Regions from separate parts of the Mus musculus genome. Here regions 1, 2, 3, 4 and 5 are each linked to region 6. Evidence: chromatin contacts called from public HiChIP or PLAC-seq, Micro-C and promoter capture Hi-C data. All regions are on one chromosome and are shown on one strand. The core of a region is the stretch at or near the end of the contact, and the rest is flanking DNA. Distances in the headings are between cores, read along the strand shown.

What was found. Promoter capture Hi-C pulls out the DNA fragments that hold promoters and counts their contacts. A called contact is a pair of places that touch in the nucleus more often than the background predicts. HiChIP or PLAC-seq counts read pairs in DNA pulled down with a chosen protein or histone mark.
Region 1: a contact with region 6 is called in an H3K27ac HiChIP or PLAC-seq map of embryonic stem cells, with 2.6 times the contacts expected there. The contact joins the enhancer-like site here to the promoter of Ephb3 in region 6. A contact is called at or near these places in 3 of 39 promoter capture datasets (cranial neural crest, liver and stem cell-derived epiblast-like cells) and 4 of 115 datasets of contacts at active chromatin or transcription factors (all in embryonic stem cells).
Region 2: a Micro-C map of embryonic stem cells shows a contact between it and region 6, with 2.6 times the contacts expected there. The contact joins the enhancer-like site here to the promoter of Ephb3 in region 6. A contact is called at or near these places in 4 of 39 promoter capture datasets (the 3T3-L1 cell line, embryonic stem cells, hippocampal neurons and 1 more), 1 of 15 datasets of contacts at CTCF or cohesin (embryonic stem cells), 7 of 484 Hi-C or Micro-C datasets (the C3H10T1/2 cell line, cerebral cortex, cortical neurons and 3 more), 9 of 115 datasets of contacts at active chromatin or transcription factors (the NIH/3T3 cell line, astrocytes, embryonic stem cells and 2 more) and 2 of 9 other capture datasets (adipose tissue and embryonic stem cells).
Region 3: an H3K4me3 HiChIP or PLAC-seq map of embryonic stem cells shows a contact between it and region 6, with 5 times the contacts expected there. The contact joins the enhancer-like site here to the promoter of Ephb3 in region 6. A contact is called at or near these places in 10 of 39 promoter capture datasets (cranial neural crest, embryonic stem cells, hippocampal neurons and 4 more), 1 of 15 datasets of contacts at CTCF or cohesin (embryonic stem cells), 2 of 484 Hi-C or Micro-C datasets (embryonic stem cells and nephron progenitors), 11 of 115 datasets of contacts at active chromatin or transcription factors (astrocytes, embryonic stem cells, pancreatic cancer cells and 1 more) and 2 of 9 other capture datasets (embryonic stem cells and liver).
Region 4: a contact with region 6 is called in a promoter capture Hi-C map of embryonic stem cells, with 18 read pairs. The contact joins the promoter of Chrd here to the promoter of Ephb3 in region 6. A contact is called at or near these places in 17 of 39 promoter capture datasets (the 3T3-L1 cell line, 3T3-L1-derived adipocytes, the C10 cell line and 9 more), 2 of 15 datasets of contacts at CTCF or cohesin (the NIH/3T3 cell line and embryonic stem cells), 37 of 484 Hi-C or Micro-C datasets (the N1E-115 cell line, the P5424 cell line, Sertoli cells and 22 more), 22 of 115 datasets of contacts at active chromatin or transcription factors (SST interneurons, embryonic basal ganglia, embryonic fibroblasts and 14 more) and 3 of 9 other capture datasets (adipose tissue, macrophages and pancreatic islet).
Region 5: an H3K4me3 HiChIP or PLAC-seq map of forebrain shows a contact between it and region 6, with 4 times the contacts expected there. The contact joins the promoter of 2510009E07Rik here to the promoter of Ephb3 in region 6. A contact is called at or near these places in 4 of 39 promoter capture datasets (cranial neural crest, embryonic stem cells and frontonasal cranial neural crest), 3 of 484 Hi-C or Micro-C datasets (all in embryonic stem cells), 3 of 115 datasets of contacts at active chromatin or transcription factors (embryonic stem cells and forebrain) and 1 of 9 other capture datasets (macrophages).

Annotation. Positions count from the first base shown.
Region 1 is chr16:20,859,513-20,862,212 of GRCm38.p6, reverse strand. No RefSeq gene overlaps it. Among named protein-coding and RNA genes, the nearest start is that of Gm6551, 68 kb to the left of the region's middle. Within about 2 kb of position 1,387, at least 6 of the 459 cell types and tissues checked have an H3K27ac peak or open chromatin away from gene starts, as enhancers often do. A contact at or near this core is called in embryonic stem cells, where this site is marked.
Region 2 is chr16:21,484,585-21,487,284 of GRCm38.p6, reverse strand. The region is part of intron 20 of Vps8 (VPS8 CORVET complex subunit); the gene reads right to left. Among named protein-coding and RNA genes, the nearest start is that of Vps8, 63 kb to the right of the region's middle. Within about 2 kb of position 1,399, at least 9 of the 459 cell types and tissues checked have an H3K27ac peak or open chromatin away from gene starts, as enhancers often do. A contact at or near this core is called in embryonic stem cells, where this site is marked.
Region 3 is chr16:20,828,965-20,831,664 of GRCm38.p6, reverse strand. No RefSeq gene overlaps it. Among named protein-coding and RNA genes, the nearest start is that of Gm22741, 85 kb to the right of the region's middle. Within about 2 kb of position 1,369, at least 49 of the 459 cell types and tissues checked have an H3K27ac peak or open chromatin away from gene starts, as enhancers often do. A contact at or near this core is called in embryonic stem cells and pancreatic cancer cells, where this site is marked.
Region 4 is chr16:20,731,845-20,734,544 of GRCm38.p6, reverse strand. It overlaps Chrd (chordin), which reads right to left and starts at 1,418. Exons shown (of 23, transcript NM_009893.2): 1 at 1,250-1,418; 2 at 911-1,014; 3 at 409-538; 4 at 144-272; 5 at 1-58. The coding sequence starts at 1,397. It also overlaps a transcript of Thpo not described here.
Region 5 is chr16:21,693,233-21,695,932 of GRCm38.p6, reverse strand. 2510009E07Rik (RIKEN cDNA 2510009E07 gene) reads left to right here and starts at 1,268. Exons shown (of 2, transcript NM_001001881.2): 1 at 1,268-1,717. The coding sequence starts at 1,528.
Region 6 is chr16:21,203,436-21,206,135 of GRCm38.p6, reverse strand. Ephb3 (Eph receptor B3) reads right to left here and starts at 1,341. Exons shown (of 16, transcript NM_010143.1): 1 at 873-1,341. The coding sequence starts at 966.

The sequences.
Region 1 (2,700 bases), core at 138-2,637, 340 kb after region 6:
CACAACTCAAGGAAATGGGGAGGGCATTGTTGGAAAATACCAAAGATACCAGTTAAGAGTCACAAGGAAGTGCAAAGTCACAAGTGTCACAAGGAATACCTGGTAATTGTTCAGGTTATCTCTCAAGACAGTTTCTAAGAGCCCCTAACAATAGCACATTCTTTGAATGAACACTCTTTGAACCCAGGAAGCGGGTAGGTGGAGGAATGTCGCTATCTGTTTTATGATTAGCATACCTTGGAACATTGAGTCACAAAGGTCACATTCCCAAGCCTGGGCCTAAAGGCCTAGAATTTTGTTTTTACGTTTTACTTTTTCACCTACCCTAGAGCTATAAAAGCCTGGACTTCCTCACATCCAATGCTGATCTCTTGAAATCCACCTTAGATGGAGGCAGCCATACACATTAGTAAAATAAAGCTTACTTTAATTAATTATTGGGATTCATTAATTAATTTGGCCATGATGATTTGGATCACTGGTCTTTCTCCTTCTATCTTTAGGACTAACAACTAGCCTGCCCTAACTTCTGTAAGCCAACACGGCCATGCCCTAGCTGCCATCAAGAGGGACATTGGGCTGTCAATTGCCCTCATGTGACACAGAACAGAGAAACATCACCTCCAGATAACCCTCCAATTGATCTCCTAGGTTTGGCTATGGCCGACTGAGGAGGCCGGAGCTCCCCTGACCCTGACCACTACCATCACTAGCAGGGAGCCCCAGGTAAATATTGTGGTATGTGGGCAGCCCATCTCCTTCTGCTTAGACACTGGGGTCATTTACTCAGTCCTGACAGAGTTTTGGGGACCCACTTCTGCTACACACACTCCAGTGAACTCTGCTTGGCAGGCCGAGAGGCCTGGAAGCACTCACGAGGCAGGGAGTTTCAAGGAAACTCAACCTTCTGGAACCAGGCATTCTCATAACCTGTATACTCATACCCTATCCCCACCTTAGTCTGGTGTATGGATCCACGTGCTCTCTTTTAGTATTATTTTATTATAAGTGACTTTAAAGATTGAATTCTGACATAGCTAAGCCTTCGCCAGTGTTCCAATATCCTAGAAAATCCTTGAAGCCGACAAACTTGGAATTCAGTAGGAATTCAGTAAGAATTAAGTAAGAAGGTTATCTATTCAGTAACATTCAAATTTACTTCTTGTAGAGATGGTGAAACTAATTAGGCATTACAAAGAACGGAGCCAGAATAGCTCAGGGCTGGTCTGCAGAGTGTTTACTTGGGACAATAGCCAGTCTTACCCAGACAAGAGAATTCACAATGGCCTTTCGAATAGGTGGGTTTACCATAAAAGAGTTAGGGAATCCCCCTGAGACAGGTTTCTTCACTAGGCCCAAAGAAACACCATAATCAGGCATTTACTAATAACCCCTGGTGGTGGGCTTAACAATAGACTGGCATTACACCTGGCTCCCTTCTTAGTGGCAGCAGGCTGGTCCCCACCTTCTTTTGATGTATACATTCCTTTTGTATTGTGTCACTGTTACTCAGCAGATGTATCTCCGCCTGGTTTCTTGTCGCTCTTCTGTATAAAAAGTTTGATGCTTGACTTGAAAAATTACACTCAGATTCTACACAATCTATAGTGTTGCATCTATTTGTCATTCATTCGCTGACTCCTTGCCCACCGGCAACTAGAGACCCGTTCTACGCAAACAGGGACCAAAAAGGGTCTGCGGCACACTTCTGGTTTTCCTATTGTTGGGGTAGCAGGACAGCCTTACTTCCCTCACCAGATCCCACCACTTAGTTGCATTTTTAGGGGTTGTCTTAGTCAGGGTTTCTATTCCTGCACAAACATCATGACCAAGAAGCAAGTTGGGGAGGAAAGGGTTTATTCAGCTTACAATTCCATACTGCTGTTTATCTGGAACTCAAACAGGTCAGGAAGCAGGAACTGATGCAGAGGCCATGGAGGGATGTTCTTTACTGGCTTGCTTCCCCTGGCTTGCTCAGCTTGCTCTCTTATAGAACCAAGATTACCAGCCCAGAGATGGTCCCACCCACAAGGGGCCTTTTCCCCTTGATCACTAATTGAGAAAATGCCTTACAGTTGGATCTCATGGAGGCATTTCCTCAACTGAAGCTCCTTTTTCTGTGATAACTCCAGCTGTGTCAAGTTGACACACAACTAGCCAGTGCAGGGGTGTACTTCTCACCCATTCCTTTTTGGTAGTGCCAACGTGTCCTGTCCCCTTATTGGAAAGGGATCTTCTAGCCAGGCTGGGAGCATCTACTTCCTTTGCTCCCCTCATTCGCCTAAACTTAAGCTCTCCAGAAGTTCCTCTGCTCCTTCTTCTAGCCAGCCAACCTTCTAACACTACCATGTTATTTCCCCCTACCATCTTCTCAGGTAGATCCCCGAGTCTGGGACATCCAGAATCCCTCTGTTACTAAACACTATTCTCCTGTTGTCATCCAATTACTAGACTCTACCAGGTACATAACCCAAGCTCAATACTCTCTCTCCCTCCAGAGCCTCAGGGGACTTAAGCCTGTCATTTCTGATCTCTTGAGGAAAAAAAACTCCTTTGCCCTACCTCTTTCCCCTTTAACACCCCTATACTAACAGTTAAAAAACCTAATGGTACCTATCGCCTGGTTCAAAACCTCAGGAGCATTAATTCTGCAGTGGTTCCTCGCCATCCTGTTGTGACAAACCCTTACACACTTCTTTC
Region 2 (2,700 bases), core at 150-2,649, 280 kb before region 6:
TTAAGGGGATAGCCAGCGTTTTTCTGATTGGAGTTGAAGCCTGCTCTACAGGAGGGAACTCACTCTGGTAGCCTGATCAAAAGTCCAGTCCTAGTGAGGAAGCTACAACTGTTTTGCCAACTGGGCATGATGTGCCTCTCAACTTGCCTTCTACATATCCATGCTGATGCCAAAGCACTGCTGCTCTTAGGCCTGGTGAGAGAAGCTTTGACACTAGGCGGTGGTTAACGAGACAGGTGACCCTTAGTACTCAGATACCAGCTAAGAGGGTATCTACACCACCTGCCCCAAGGTACATCGCAAAAAAGAAACATACGAATGTGAGGGCCAGAGGAAGAGTCAGAGTGTCATGGAGCCTTCATAGGACCTACGCTGGATTTGGTCCATCGAGAGGCATAGAGAGGGTCCCACCACTTCTTGCAGGTGCACAGGCAGTTTACTCACTGCTGAGGGAAAGGATTTGCAAGAAAGAAAAGACAGGAGACTAGACACACACGTAGAAGTGGATGGGGTGGGAAGAAGAAAGGAAAGGGAGAGAAGAGAGGGCAACAGGGGTATAATCAAAACATTACATACACATGCATGTATGGAAATAGCAGAATAAAATTAACATATAATAATAAAAACTTACGAAATGCCCCTCCTGTTCAGAAGCCATCCTCCCTTCATTTGAGTAGGACAAACAAAAGAAAGGCATAAATCCAAGAGCTATCTCCTCAACAGCACTTCACTTCAAACTGAAATGCACCATCTTGCTCCCTCTTCTCCTTCCCTCTCTTCCCTTTCTCCCTGCTAGGAAGCCAGACTGGACTCAAAATCACTGTGCAGCAAGAGATAGTCTTGAACTGAATATCCTTGGGTCTCAGTCACCTGCAAGTTGGAGTTATATAAAGTGTCTCATCACAATCCAACATCTTCTCCTGCCGGTCCACCTCACGTGCCGCTTGCATCTCAGCCTTGGTCAGACAGGCTTCTCTTTGCAGTGGGTGGGAGTTAATGCAGACTCACAGCTGGTCCAAGTGCTGAGAGCGAGTGATGCTGAGTGCCCAGCTCTAAATGGACCTGCCATCAGCTCCAAGGAGAGCCAGCGGGGACTTTAGCCTTATTCAGGATGTGCCCTTGGTACAACAGTGTGGGACTGGTAAGGGGTTAACCAATCACTTCCTGGTCGTATTTCAGGCCTGCTCCAGAGGAGGAAATTCATTTCTCGTACTGTGATCCTGGTCAAGAGCCCATGCCTCAAGAGGTCATGGGCCCTACCAGGGCCTCTGCTCGTGGGCCTGAACAGACTGAGCCCTTGGGGATGAGGGCTGACACCCTGCTGTTACTGTTGCAGGGGAGGGGCATTCCTTCCAGTAAACAGCCCCAACCTATGCACACAGGCGCAGCCCCACTTAAAGCTGGCAAGTCACATGACAGTGGGAGGAGAGCTGCTCACAAGACAGGCGCAGGAGGGTGTTAGGAGAGTACTGGGGGTCAGTACACTAGGACTAAAGATATTTCTAACTCCTACCTAGCTACACCTTTCAAATCTAGTAAACAAATTTGAATCTAATGTTTAATCTTGTCAGGTTTATACACAATTAAATGGGATTTTCTTATCAAGATCATTTTCAATTTTGACTCTTGCTGCTACCTAGCCCTGACAGGCTTGTCAATAAACTAACTTTACTTATGTCACTGATAAAAACTTGGGTATGAGCCGGCGGTGGTGGCACATGCCTTTAAACGCAGCAGAGGCAGAGGCAGGCAGATTTCTGAGTTCGAGGCCAGCCTGGTCTACAAAGTGAGTTCCAGGACAGCCAGAACTACACAGAGAAACCCTGTTTTGAAAAAAAAAAAAAAAAAAAAAAAAAAAAGACAAAAAACAAAACTTGGGTATGAAGGTATGCATGCGCGCACACACACACACACACACACACACACACACACACACAGACACACACATACACACACACTATATGCACATATACATATATGCAAAGATTAATCACAGGAGCCTGACATTACAGACTGGTAGAAAAGGAGGATATAACCTATACAAAACTGGCTTTCTGTGTCTGGTTTTAGAGTGCTCTTTCAGTGGATAGAAGAGTATCAGTGCCGCTTCTATATATAAATAGTACTACGGCAAAACATTTACTGAAAAGTGCCTACTCCGCCCTGGTAATAAACTGATCATACAGAAAAAACTTAAAAATATGAAAGTACATTAAGAGAGAATGAATAACAAGCCACCAAAAATATGTTTGTGTGCAAATGCTGTGACTGGGGATGTTCCACAACACCTGGGGTCTTCAAGATGTGAACAATTATATTGTAGCTACACACGTCACACACACTGGGCTCTGGCGTTAATTTCTCTAACACGTAACGTTTATCTGGACTTTTTGAACTATGTTCACACGAAAAGAAGTCTTGTTCAACTACACAGTGAAGAACTGCAGATGGAAACCCTGAAGTCCAAATGTTTACATTCAGTCACTAACTTCCTTGTTATGTGCCCTAAGCGACTTACCTCGTCTCTCTGTGCCTGCATGCCATGTATAACGGGGAGCAGTAACAGCGCCTGCCTTAGAGAGTTCTGCTAAGAATTACATGGGTGATATGCAGCAACCATGCACTGCCTAAACACGACTCTGCCCGCTCAAAGCCTGGTCCCTGGGGTGGGGATGCTTAATGATGGTTGAACTTTCAGGA
Region 3 (2,700 bases), core at 120-2,619, 370 kb after region 6:
AAAACAACATTTCTCAGACGTTCACCATGTGACTACAGGGATGAAACTCAGGTCATCAGGCTTGGTGGCAAGTGCTTTTGCCTGCTGCGCCATCCCACCCGTCCTAGCAGCAGTGTTTTTGATAAGAGAAAGGGAGGGGTGGGTGAAGAGGCTCATCGGTGAAGTGCTTACCATACAAGTCTGAGGCATGAACTCATTCCCTGACCTGAAGTGGAAAGAGAGAAGGGATTTAAAGTTGCCCTCTGACATTCACATCGGTCTGCTGGCATCCATGTGTGTGCCATGCTTCCATACAGAGAGAAGAGGGGAGATCCACCATGCCTGCATGCACAGAGAGAGAAAGGGGGCCCCACCATGCCTGCATACACACAGAGAAAGGGGTCCCAATATGCCTGAGTACACACAGTGTCCTGCCATGCCTACATACACAAAGAAAGAAGAGGGGTCCCACCATGCCTGCATATACACAGAAAAAAAGGGGGTCCAGTAATCCTACATACACAGGGAAAAGGGGGGGGGGGAACCCCTGCTAGTTCTCTTTAATTGCAGGTCCCACATCTGTCCAGAATTGTTCATGCTTTGCAGACCTTGAAAATTCTCTGGAAGCACATAAGGCTGGCCACAACAAGGTGACAGCAGCCCCACCTGGGCAGCTTCCTCCCACTGTCCCACTTCCCACACAACCACAGCAGTTGATCCAGCAGGCTACCTTCCTTCAGTTTCGGGAGCAAAGAGTCCAGCAGTCCAAGATGAGATTTCCAGCACAGCTTTCTTCAGGGGCATCTTCCTCACAAAACATTTCCATCTTTTTTCTGCATACTTATTCATAGCCTCAGAGTGCCCTGGGGGGATCTTTTTATTTATTTATTTATTTTATGTTTATGGAATAAAGGTGCTGTGCACCATGGTGCATGGTCAGGAAGGTCAGAGAACCAATCTGTTGGTTCTTTTCTCCCACTGAGCTACGTCATGAGGCTTTGAGGCCAAGGCCTTTATGCACTGAGCCATCACACCCATACCACAACATTCTTAAGACAGATATTTTGGCTGCTATTGTTGTTCTCATTTTAAAGAAAATCACAGGACAAGTTGGCTTCCCAATTTAGATTTTCCCATTTATAACCCATATTGGTACTTGGTAGGAAATGTGTAGTAAGGCTGTGTCATGCTTAAACACGTTGGCACTTTTCCTTTCTCATATATACGTGTAATATTTTCCATCTTAAGGAGAAGAAAATTTAATTTCTAAGATCTCAAAGAGGTAAGGCAAGTGTTGCCCAAATAGTTGAGTCTGTCTGGCACCTCTGGCCCCAGACATGGGGGAGGGAGACAAGGGGAGGGGAGGGCACACTCAATGATGACGAGGAAACCCAGATCACTGTAGGGTACTTTCCATCTCTGCCCCAGCCACTTATCAGGGTCTAGAGGACTGAGAGCTTGTGTTGGGGGAGAGACAGGAAGTTTTAGCATCTGGTAACACCTTGGCAGGATGTGACTTGGAGCTGCCTGGTTAGCTGACACACCCTCTCTGACATCCAAGCCAAATACTCTAAGGACAGTGCTCAGCCCAGTCAAGCCCACAGCTGCAAGGAAAGAGGGGGTGGGGAGCATTCCAGCCCTGCCTTGGCTTCATCTTTGCGCTACTGCTTCCTGGTGTGTTTCTTTGTCACGTCTGTAAGCTTGAAAGTGACTTACACTGTGTCAAGCAGTATGGCATAGACCACATAAGGATGGGGGAGTTCATTCATGAAGTTGGTCCGTACAAGAAGGAACCTAGCACTTGCCAGCTGCAAAGGAGCTGGGCGTGCCAAGCATTCCCAACATAGGTTGGTTAATAAGCCTAGCCCTGCAGAGTGCTCACAAACACCTCGGTGTGGAATGCCTAATGAGGAAAGAAAAGATATTTACCATACATTACTAAGTAAAGGCTCCACACACAGGATTCTTTCTTTGTAATCAAAGTGTTCTTGCTTGACAGAGTCCTTTTCTAAGCCAGGCCTGAAAGGCAAAGGTACAGGCTGGATGCACCCCTCCTCTGACAAACAATCAGGTTACAGTCACCCCCATCTTTTCCACATCCCTCACAGGGGATCTGTTGGCCTTCCCACACCCTTCCGATACAAAGGGAGTTGTAGTCACATTCCATCCCCCAGACAATTGAGGAAGTAATGCTACACCATGGGCTGACCTCTCTCAGTCACTCCAGAGCCTCCAAGTAACAGAGTGCCCAGCTACAGAGTTACAGAGTGACACCCCACCTCAAAACAACAAAATAAAGCAAGCAGGATAACAGTACTCATCTGCCAAATCTCCCCCTCAGTCACCCCAGTTGCCCCACTTCTGGTAGGAGCTACATCTGTGAAGCCAGGATATAGTTTGAGCCCTTCCTCAAGGAAGAAGGAACACACAGACACACACATTTTAACGTACTTACATACTTGCAGGTGTGTTTATGGTTTCGTCCTCACACCGAGTTGGTTCATAATAAGGAAGTTGCTGGACCACCAGAGACCAAGCTGAATGCAAATCTAAGTTTGAAAGTTCTCCTCTTGTGAGACTATGCCGGGGCCTAGCAAACACAGAAGTGGATGCTCACAGTCAGCTATTGAATGGACCACAGGGCCCCCAATGGAGGAACTAGAGAAAGCACCCAAGGAACTAAAGGGAACTGCAACCCTATAGGTGGAACAACAATATGAA
Region 4 (2,700 bases), core at 169-2,668, 470 kb after region 6:
GAGACTCGAGCACGAGCTACCGCCTGCGACCTCGGTCCTGTCAGCAGCGCCACAAAGTCTTCGAGAAGAGAAGATGGCCTGAGCACTGTCAAGCCTTGCCGCGGGACTCAAACTTCATCAGGCCCACCTCCACCCCAGCCTACCTGTGTGGCCATCAGCACGGGTCCGCTCCCCAACGCCGGGTTCCCCTCGATCACTGTAACTGCGATGCTCTGGATCCCTTGGATACTCGAAGACCAGGCCAGCGGGCTGTGGATCTAGATTGCTGCGCTCTGCATCCGGGGTAAGGAATAAGACGGCTGGCTTCAGAAAGGTACCAGGAGGACCAGTCCTCCTCCGCGATGCAAGTCGTACAGGACCTAGTGTAGAGCCTTCCACCCTCCTAACTCCGGGCACAGCGGGCCTCACCCTGCGGGCAGGTCTGGCAGCAGTGTCCTGGCAGCTGGCGCGGCTGCCTGCAGGCCAGGGTGGGGCACTGAGGTTTGATGTTCTTGCAGCTGACCCTGCCAGGACCCCTCCCACGGCGAGCCCACTGAGGCTGATGGCAGAGAACATAGGAAAATTAAGGGAATGAAACCATCAGACCCCAGGGCTGCAGACAGTCAATTCTGCTATTTACAAGTTACATGGCCCGTCCAAAGTTTCTTAACTTCTCTGAGCCTCGGCGTCCCTGTCTGCAAAGTAGAACTAATAATGTCATTTATCTAGCAATACTGTAACGGGAGGGGGGAAGTTGGCTAAAAGCCAGTCACATTGTGGGCGATCAATAACTGTCAACACCGCAGACTTGAAAGCGGTTTCCTCCGATTTGCGGACCAGCCTTCCCCTGAGCATCTCCGAGTCTACTACTTAGGACACCAGCGTTCCGCTACCCTCTAGAGTAGGGCAGGCAGCTGCGTTATCCACTCACCGCTTCACAGGCGCACAGCACGCAGCGCATCACCCCAAAAGGCTCCCCCAGGTCCGGGTGCCACGTCTCGTCCAAGGCATAGACCTTCCCGCCGAAGGAGCAGCCTGCGGGGACGGGCTTGGCTGGCGGCCGCTGTCCGGTTGCTCGTGCCGTAATGCCTGCTCCGGGCTCTGCCCGCCAGGCCCATGGTCCCTTGGCACCGTGCACCTCGCCGCCTCTGCTTTCCCCTCCCACCCTCCCGCTGCGCGAAGCCACCTGCGCCCGGGGCCCTCTCCCTGTGGATGTAGACTTGCCAGGAGTCAGACTCCCCTCCCGCACCTCCCCCTGGAGCCCACCTACCTGCCGCTCCCCGGACAGGCAGCGGCTCCTTCTCGGAACGGATGGGCAGTGCTGGGGGCTCAGGGCCAGTGCCACTGGCCGGCCGCGAGCCGAGCAGCAGCAGCCCGAGGAGCAGCCGCGGGGCCGGCGGGGCCGGGAGGCTCGGCATGACGCGGAGCAGACAGCTGGGGAGGCGGGCGGGAGGAGGGAGCAGGAGAGGGAGTAGGGCCGGACCGGAGGCGGGCCGGCAGGAGGGGGCCGGGGCCAGGAGGGGGGCAGTGGCGAGGGGCTCGTCTCACAGTCGCCTGGTCGGCTCCCGGCCGGGCGGGGCGGGAGAGAGCGGGCGGAGGGGCGCTGACCCGGGCCGTACTCCACTTTAGTGCCCTAGGCGCCGGCTCTGGCCCGTTTTATGCCCGCGCCAGGCGTCCGGGCCCGGGGCCTCCTCTTCAGCAAACGGGGCGCGGCGGCGGCTCCACAAGGAGCCCGGCTGAGCCCGGGGGGTCCGGCCCAGCAGCAGCGGCCGGATCGCGAGTGGGGGAGGGGGACAGGCTGGGACCCGGCAGGGGAGGAGGGAGGGACTGGAGGAGGGGGGAGCGGAGTGGGTAGGGGGAAGGGAGGAACTAGGGGGCGCAAAGAGGGAGAGGAGAGGCGGGCCTCGACACCCCCACACACGCTCCTTGCGACCACCCCTGGAGGTGGTGTCCACCCCAAGACCAGAGGCTCAGGCTAGTGAAGGGCAGAGGCTGAGCCTCGGGCCTGTGGCACTCTTGAACGAGATGGGCCGCTGGAGGATGAGGACTTGTCTTTGAAAATGACACCGATCCACCCCTACCTAGGACCCACAGCACCCCCTTCCTTTCACTCTGGCTGTATTCCTATTTCCCTTCTAAGGTCTCTCCTCTTTCTTCACTTCCCAGGGACAGGAACCTAGCCTGTGCTTCCCAGAATCAAGCAGTGCTTCCCTGAGTGGAGTCATAATTCACCAGCACCCCAACCTGCTCTCAAGTCCATCCAACTACCACCTCTGGCTCTCTCATGCTTTTCCTTCATCCAAGAGATGACCCTCTTCCTCTCCAGCTCAGTCCCCACCTCCTTTGTCCTGCTTTTCTAGACAAGCCTCCCCATCCTACACACACACACACACACACACACACACACACACACACACACACACGCGCGCGCGCGCGCGCGCGCGCGCGCACCGTTCTTCCCACTATCCCAGCACTAGGCTTCCTAATCTTAGAAGGCATCTCTTATTCAACTGGAGAATTCCGGGATCCAGGCCATACGCCTCAGTAGATAGCCCATCCTCTCTGAGGCGCAGAGAAAGCCTGAGGAAGACAAGGGAGAGAGGACAGGGTCAGGCCACAAGGTCCCTGAGGACAGAGACTGTGGGGAGACAGGGACTGGGGAGAAAGCACAGGAGCTAGAGCCAGGGCCAAAGGAAGAGAGGAGCCAGCAAAGAGGTATTT
Region 5 (2,700 bases), core at 19-2,518, 490 kb before region 6:
CTCAATCCCTGACACATGAAGATTTCACAGAGTCAGACATATGCAAATTAGATTTCCCTTCCTAAGCCAAGGTTAAATAAAAGGGAAAATTATGAAAGGGTGCTTATGGCAGCAAAGAGTTTTGAGGACTTGAGGATGAATTTCGTTTAAAACCAGGATAGAGCTCATTGCCAAACAGGAAGGGGATAAAGGGAAGGGAAAGGAGATCTGGGGAAAGCACGGTCCAGCCCAGCATTTGTGCTGAGAGGCTCTGTTGCGGACCCTCTGCGATTACAGGCATTTTCCTGGGCCCGGTGTAGCATTTGGCAAGGAAGCAGAGGGAAGGCGTTCCTCCTTTCGGTGTTTTAGACTGGGCACTGGCCCGCGTGGTAGGGGAAGCACTGCTCCCGTAAACGAAAGATTCATTTTTCTCTTCTCTGGTTCAGTCTGGGATGGAAGACCCATTTGAAACAAGTTGTGGCCAGCAGGGCGGTCTAACAAGCAGACTGGGGGAGGTGGGAGAGGGACCTGCAGCCTAGGCAGCCACACCCATTGGCTAGGCTGGGCCACATGTCAGTCTGTGTACCCATGTCCGACCGTGTCAACTCCACACATGTAATCCATGCATAAATTTACTACGCCATTCCAGCCCACCATACCGCCACACACGCAGTTCAACTGATGCAGTTAATCACGCTAGGGCGTCCACACTCACAACACACACACACACACACACACACACACACACACACACACACACACTCACACACGACTATACGACTGGCGTGTAATGTCTATGGCCACACAGACACTGCAAGCCACTCAGTGCATCCCCACACCCTACACGTATCAAGACAGAAACCTAACAGATTCTCCCACCCTGACTGCCCAAAGCCCCGCACCCAGGACTAGTTCCGGGAGGCTGGCACAGGGAAGAACCCGCGAGGTCATCGCCCGCTGCCATCCGGCGGCTCCAGGACAGCCCGGGCGAGTGTGTGCCCAGCAGGACGCCACGGCGCGACGGGGAGGGAGTGCTAAGGACCAGGCTAGACCCTGTGCCTAAAGGCTGCGGGAGAAGGCCGGACTGTAGCCGGAGGTACGCCCTCCCAACCCGAGGGCGTAGGGGATGTGTGCTGACTGTCCTATGGGCATGTGGGACCCGCTGGCCGGGGGCAGAGGCGACGCGCGCAACGCCACCGCGAGGGGATGGGCTCGCAGAGGGGCGCGGCGGTCTAAGTGTGCGCGTGCGCGTGCAGGCGTGGCGGCCCGAGTGGGGAGGAGGGAGCAGGGAGGACGACAGAGAGAGACGGGAGGAGGGAGCAAAGAGGAGGGAGGAGAGGAGAGGAGAAAGAAGGGAGGAGGGAGCAGGGCGCAGAAGGGAGCAGGGCGCGGGGAGGCAGCAGGCCTGGCCGGGTCGCTGCTCCCTCCCCGGGCGGCTCCTCGGCAGCGGGTGTTCGCCGCGCCTCCAGCCCGCAACCCACCCTCGCCCTGCCCGGCCCGCGCCTCTGCCCTGTCCTAGGCTCCCGGCCCGGCTCTTCAACCGGAGAGATGAGTGCGGCCACGGCGCCCGAGCGCGGCTGGAAGAGCGAGAAAGTGGACGAGGCGCAGGCCCTGGCGCGGAGCTGCGCCGCCCGCAGACCCGACTTCCAGCCGTGCGACGGGCTGTCCATCTGTGCCACGCACAGCCACGGCAAGTGCTTCAAGCTGCACTGGTGCTGTCACCTGGGATGGTGTCACTGTAAGTGGAGCCGCGTCGGCCTGCTGTCGCCCGCCTGCGGCCGGGTGCTACCCGGACGACGGGAGGAAATCCCGGGGGAACCTAGCTGTAGTCACAAAAGGGAACCTTCCTACCCACAGGAGCCTGGGGCTGGCTTTCTTTGCCGTTCTTTTAGATACTTGCTCAGAGCCGCCAGAGCGGACGCGCGCCAGCAGGGTAGCCCTTTCAGCGGTGGGGGGTGGGCACGGACATACCCCTTTCACTTTCTTGCCTGTTCTTTCTGGCTGCTGTTGAACAGAAAGAACCCTAGGTCCTAGCGATTCCCATTTATTTAATGTATCCAGATCGAGAAAGAACCAAAGTATGAAGAATGGCTTCTAAGAAGTTAAAAGGAACAGTTTGAAGAGCAAACTCCTTCGACACCCAGTTACAGCGTTTGAGCCAAGCCAGGACTAGTCTAGTCCTAGGCCAGTTGTATTTATCCTGAGAGTTTTAAATAGATTAAACTTAAGTAGCCATTTAATCAGCATTCCACAATTTGATTACTTCATGGCATTTAGCTTAATCCGACTGCTGAATCATTTCTTTTTAGAAACATTCTGAAGTCGGTTTCCATATAATCTTAGATTTGGAGGGCTTTGCCGTGCTTAAGACACATTTTCCAAGTGATCTTCAATCAAACTTTTCCCCCCTGTTATTTAGGAGGATATGGTTTACAAGGAGAGCTACAATATGTAACAAATCTTTATTTGCTTTTAATTGAGAATATTTGAATGTCTTAGTTGAGTTTATAAATTAAAGGATAGAAAATCCTTGCTTTTCCTTATAAATTCAAGGTACCTGGAGAGCGAATATTGATTTTGTTGTTCCTCTGCTGATGAGGACAAACAGGATGTTCTTGCTTCTCGCTGAAAGTGTGGCTTCAGAGTAGGAAATATGAGAGCTAAAGTGTACCTGTTGGATGAATTTAATGGCAGTCTACCTCCTGCAGAAGTCCTGTTCTT
Region 6 (2,700 bases), core at 92-2,591:
TTTTTGTAACACCAGGGGACTGTATGTGCCTCTAGACTGTGTTAGTGACCTGTGCCGGTGTTCCCTGTGGGTTCATGTCAAGTGGCGTAAGTGTGAGCTCTCTTGTCTGGGCCAGCCACACTCGGGCTGTTTGTTTGTCCAAGTTCAATTTCTTCCCAGTAGCAGTCTTAGTAGGTTTCACTGAGCCCACAGACAAGGCTGACCTTTTCCCGCCGCTGATGACTAGTAGCCACTCGGCTCAGGTGCTCCCCGGGTAAATCCCTGTTGGTGAGGGTTCAATGGAAACCTAAGCCCTCCAAAGGTCCTGCTGGAGGTGGGGGTGGGGTGGGTCCGAGAAGGTTTACAACAGACACACACACACCTCTTGTGTTGCTGGCACTTGAAAAACCATAAACAATGACAGGCCCCCCTGCCTCTCCACCCCCGCAGCCATCCCCTGACAAAGCGGGGTGCACACAATCACGCTTACTGTTAACTACAACGGGTTCCCAACCAGTGCAGCCCCCAACCCGAGGAGCTTCGCTTCACCCGCCCAAGCGCCCAGTCCCGCAGCCCCCCCGCCTTGATGCTGAGTCGCCCACATTTCCTCGCCTTCCAGAGGTGCGAACCCCCGAGGGTCTCGTTCCTCTGCTTTGACTGTAGGCTATCCCTTCCAAATGGAAAGAAGAAAAAAAAAAAAACCCGAAAAACAAAAAACAACCCACGGCCGAACTGCTGCTTTCGGGAGTCGGTGCTGAGTCCTGATGCTAGCAGTTTCCCCAAAGAGGGCTGCGGAGCCGGCTCGAGCCTAGAGTCTCCTTGGACGTGTGCTCAGCCCACGGCCCCACACTGCGGGGCTCCCCGGTAGCGCGCGGGACCCCGACGCCGCTCACCTTCCAGCGCCCAGCAGCCGGCGGGAAGCAGCAGCGGCAGCAGCAGCGGAGCGAGCAGCGGCAGAAGCCCCGGCGGCGGGCGGGCTCCGGCCATAGCCCGGGGCGCTCGGTTGGGGGGCCGAGCCGGGCCGCGCCGGCGGGGCTGGGGACGCCCGAGGAAGAAGGCTCGCGCACAGTCCAAGAGATCCCGTCAGGGAGGGGGAGCAAAGCAGACGGGCTGCTCTGTAACCGAGGTGTCGCCCAACCCGGGACTCCGGGTAGATGCCGGCAGGTCGTTCCCGCGGGAATCTGGACGGACCGGTCCAGGAGGATCCGGGGCGCTGGGTGGCTTGATGCCCAATGACTCGGGAAGCGGAGGGCGCAGGTGGTCGCAGGTTCTCGGGGCACAGTCCACTGAGGCCGAGCTCAGATCCCGGGATCCTTGTGCGCTCGCCGTCCGGGGTAGGAGCCGGTATCTGGCTGCGCCGCTCACGTACTCACTTCTGCTGGTCCTCGCGGTGGAGCGGCCGCTCTGGGCGAGAGGGGCAGGGCTACCTGCCTGCCCGTCAACACTCAGGCCACGCCCCCAGAGGCCGGCCGCCCACTCACAGACCGCCCAGCCAGCTGGTTCTGCTGCGAGAGCACTCTGCTGGAGTTCAGTTGGCCGCTCTTCCACCGAGCCCACCCTCGGCGTCCTGGGGCTTGCAGCAGGAGGAGCCATTGAAAAGATGAATTAGACTGGGCGGAGCCACACTGTCAGTCAATCGGGTAACCCCGCCCCTCTCTCCTATTGGCGATTAGTAACCAGCTCCAGTCCTAGACGGTGATAACCAGATAGAACGAGCTGGGGGCGCCCCCCTGTGGTTAGCAGACCCATGGGATTCTGTCAAGAGGCTTTTTTTCTTCCAAGCACATCCAGACCCAGGACAGGCCTTAGCGAGTAGGGAAAGGAATGTGGGGCGTGGGAATTACCCACCCCGGCAGAGCCCGCTTCAAGGGACGCTCAAGGGTTTATTTATTCGTCTATTCGATTGTGATAATTTATTAGAAAATATTTTTTGGGCACCCACAATGTTTCAAAGTGGCTAGAGCAGAGAAGCGTTTATTATCCCGGAGCCATGTGTTAACTGGTGGAGGTGGGTTTAAAACTCACAGCGGGGCTAACAAGCATTCCTGCCGGGAAAGAACCTACCTTTTCGAAGCACAATGTTAGGTCTAAGGAAACGGGATCTAAGTGACAGTATACAAGATGGATGAGTAATAGTGTATTGAGGATGGGAGGCAGTGCTCCGGGCAGAGAACATACACTTTTGTGTTAAGACCTAGAATCGAAGAAAAAAAATGTTCAGAATAAAGTTCAGAATCGCTTGAGTGCAGAGTTAGAGCGGAGAGAGGGTGAACCGGCTGAGGAGAAGTAGATGAGGAGGGGCCCGGAGGATACGATTTTGGACTCACAATGTAGCCTTTCTCTTGAAACAGGGGGACATTACATTATCAGATTGGCATGTCTGTCCTGGGAGGATGACAGGCAGAGACAGTGGTGGAATCCTGGGGGCTAGTGAAGGGGCCATGTAGTGGAAGGGAGGGTGGTGGCTTAGACCATGACTAGAAGGAAGAGCCAACAAGTTAAGTTTGAAGTGTATTTGTGCCTAGGTGAATGAGAGAGGTGCCGGGGTCGGAAACATCAAAGAGAGCCTCTAGGTTACTGTGATGGACTTCTGCCGGTTCACTTTTAGAACATTTACAAGGTGTAATAAACACCCTGAAACAATACCTCACACTTATTCAGGGTAGGTGTTATTATAGCCTCATTTTACAGACAAAACTGAAGAAAGAAAGTAAAAGAAAA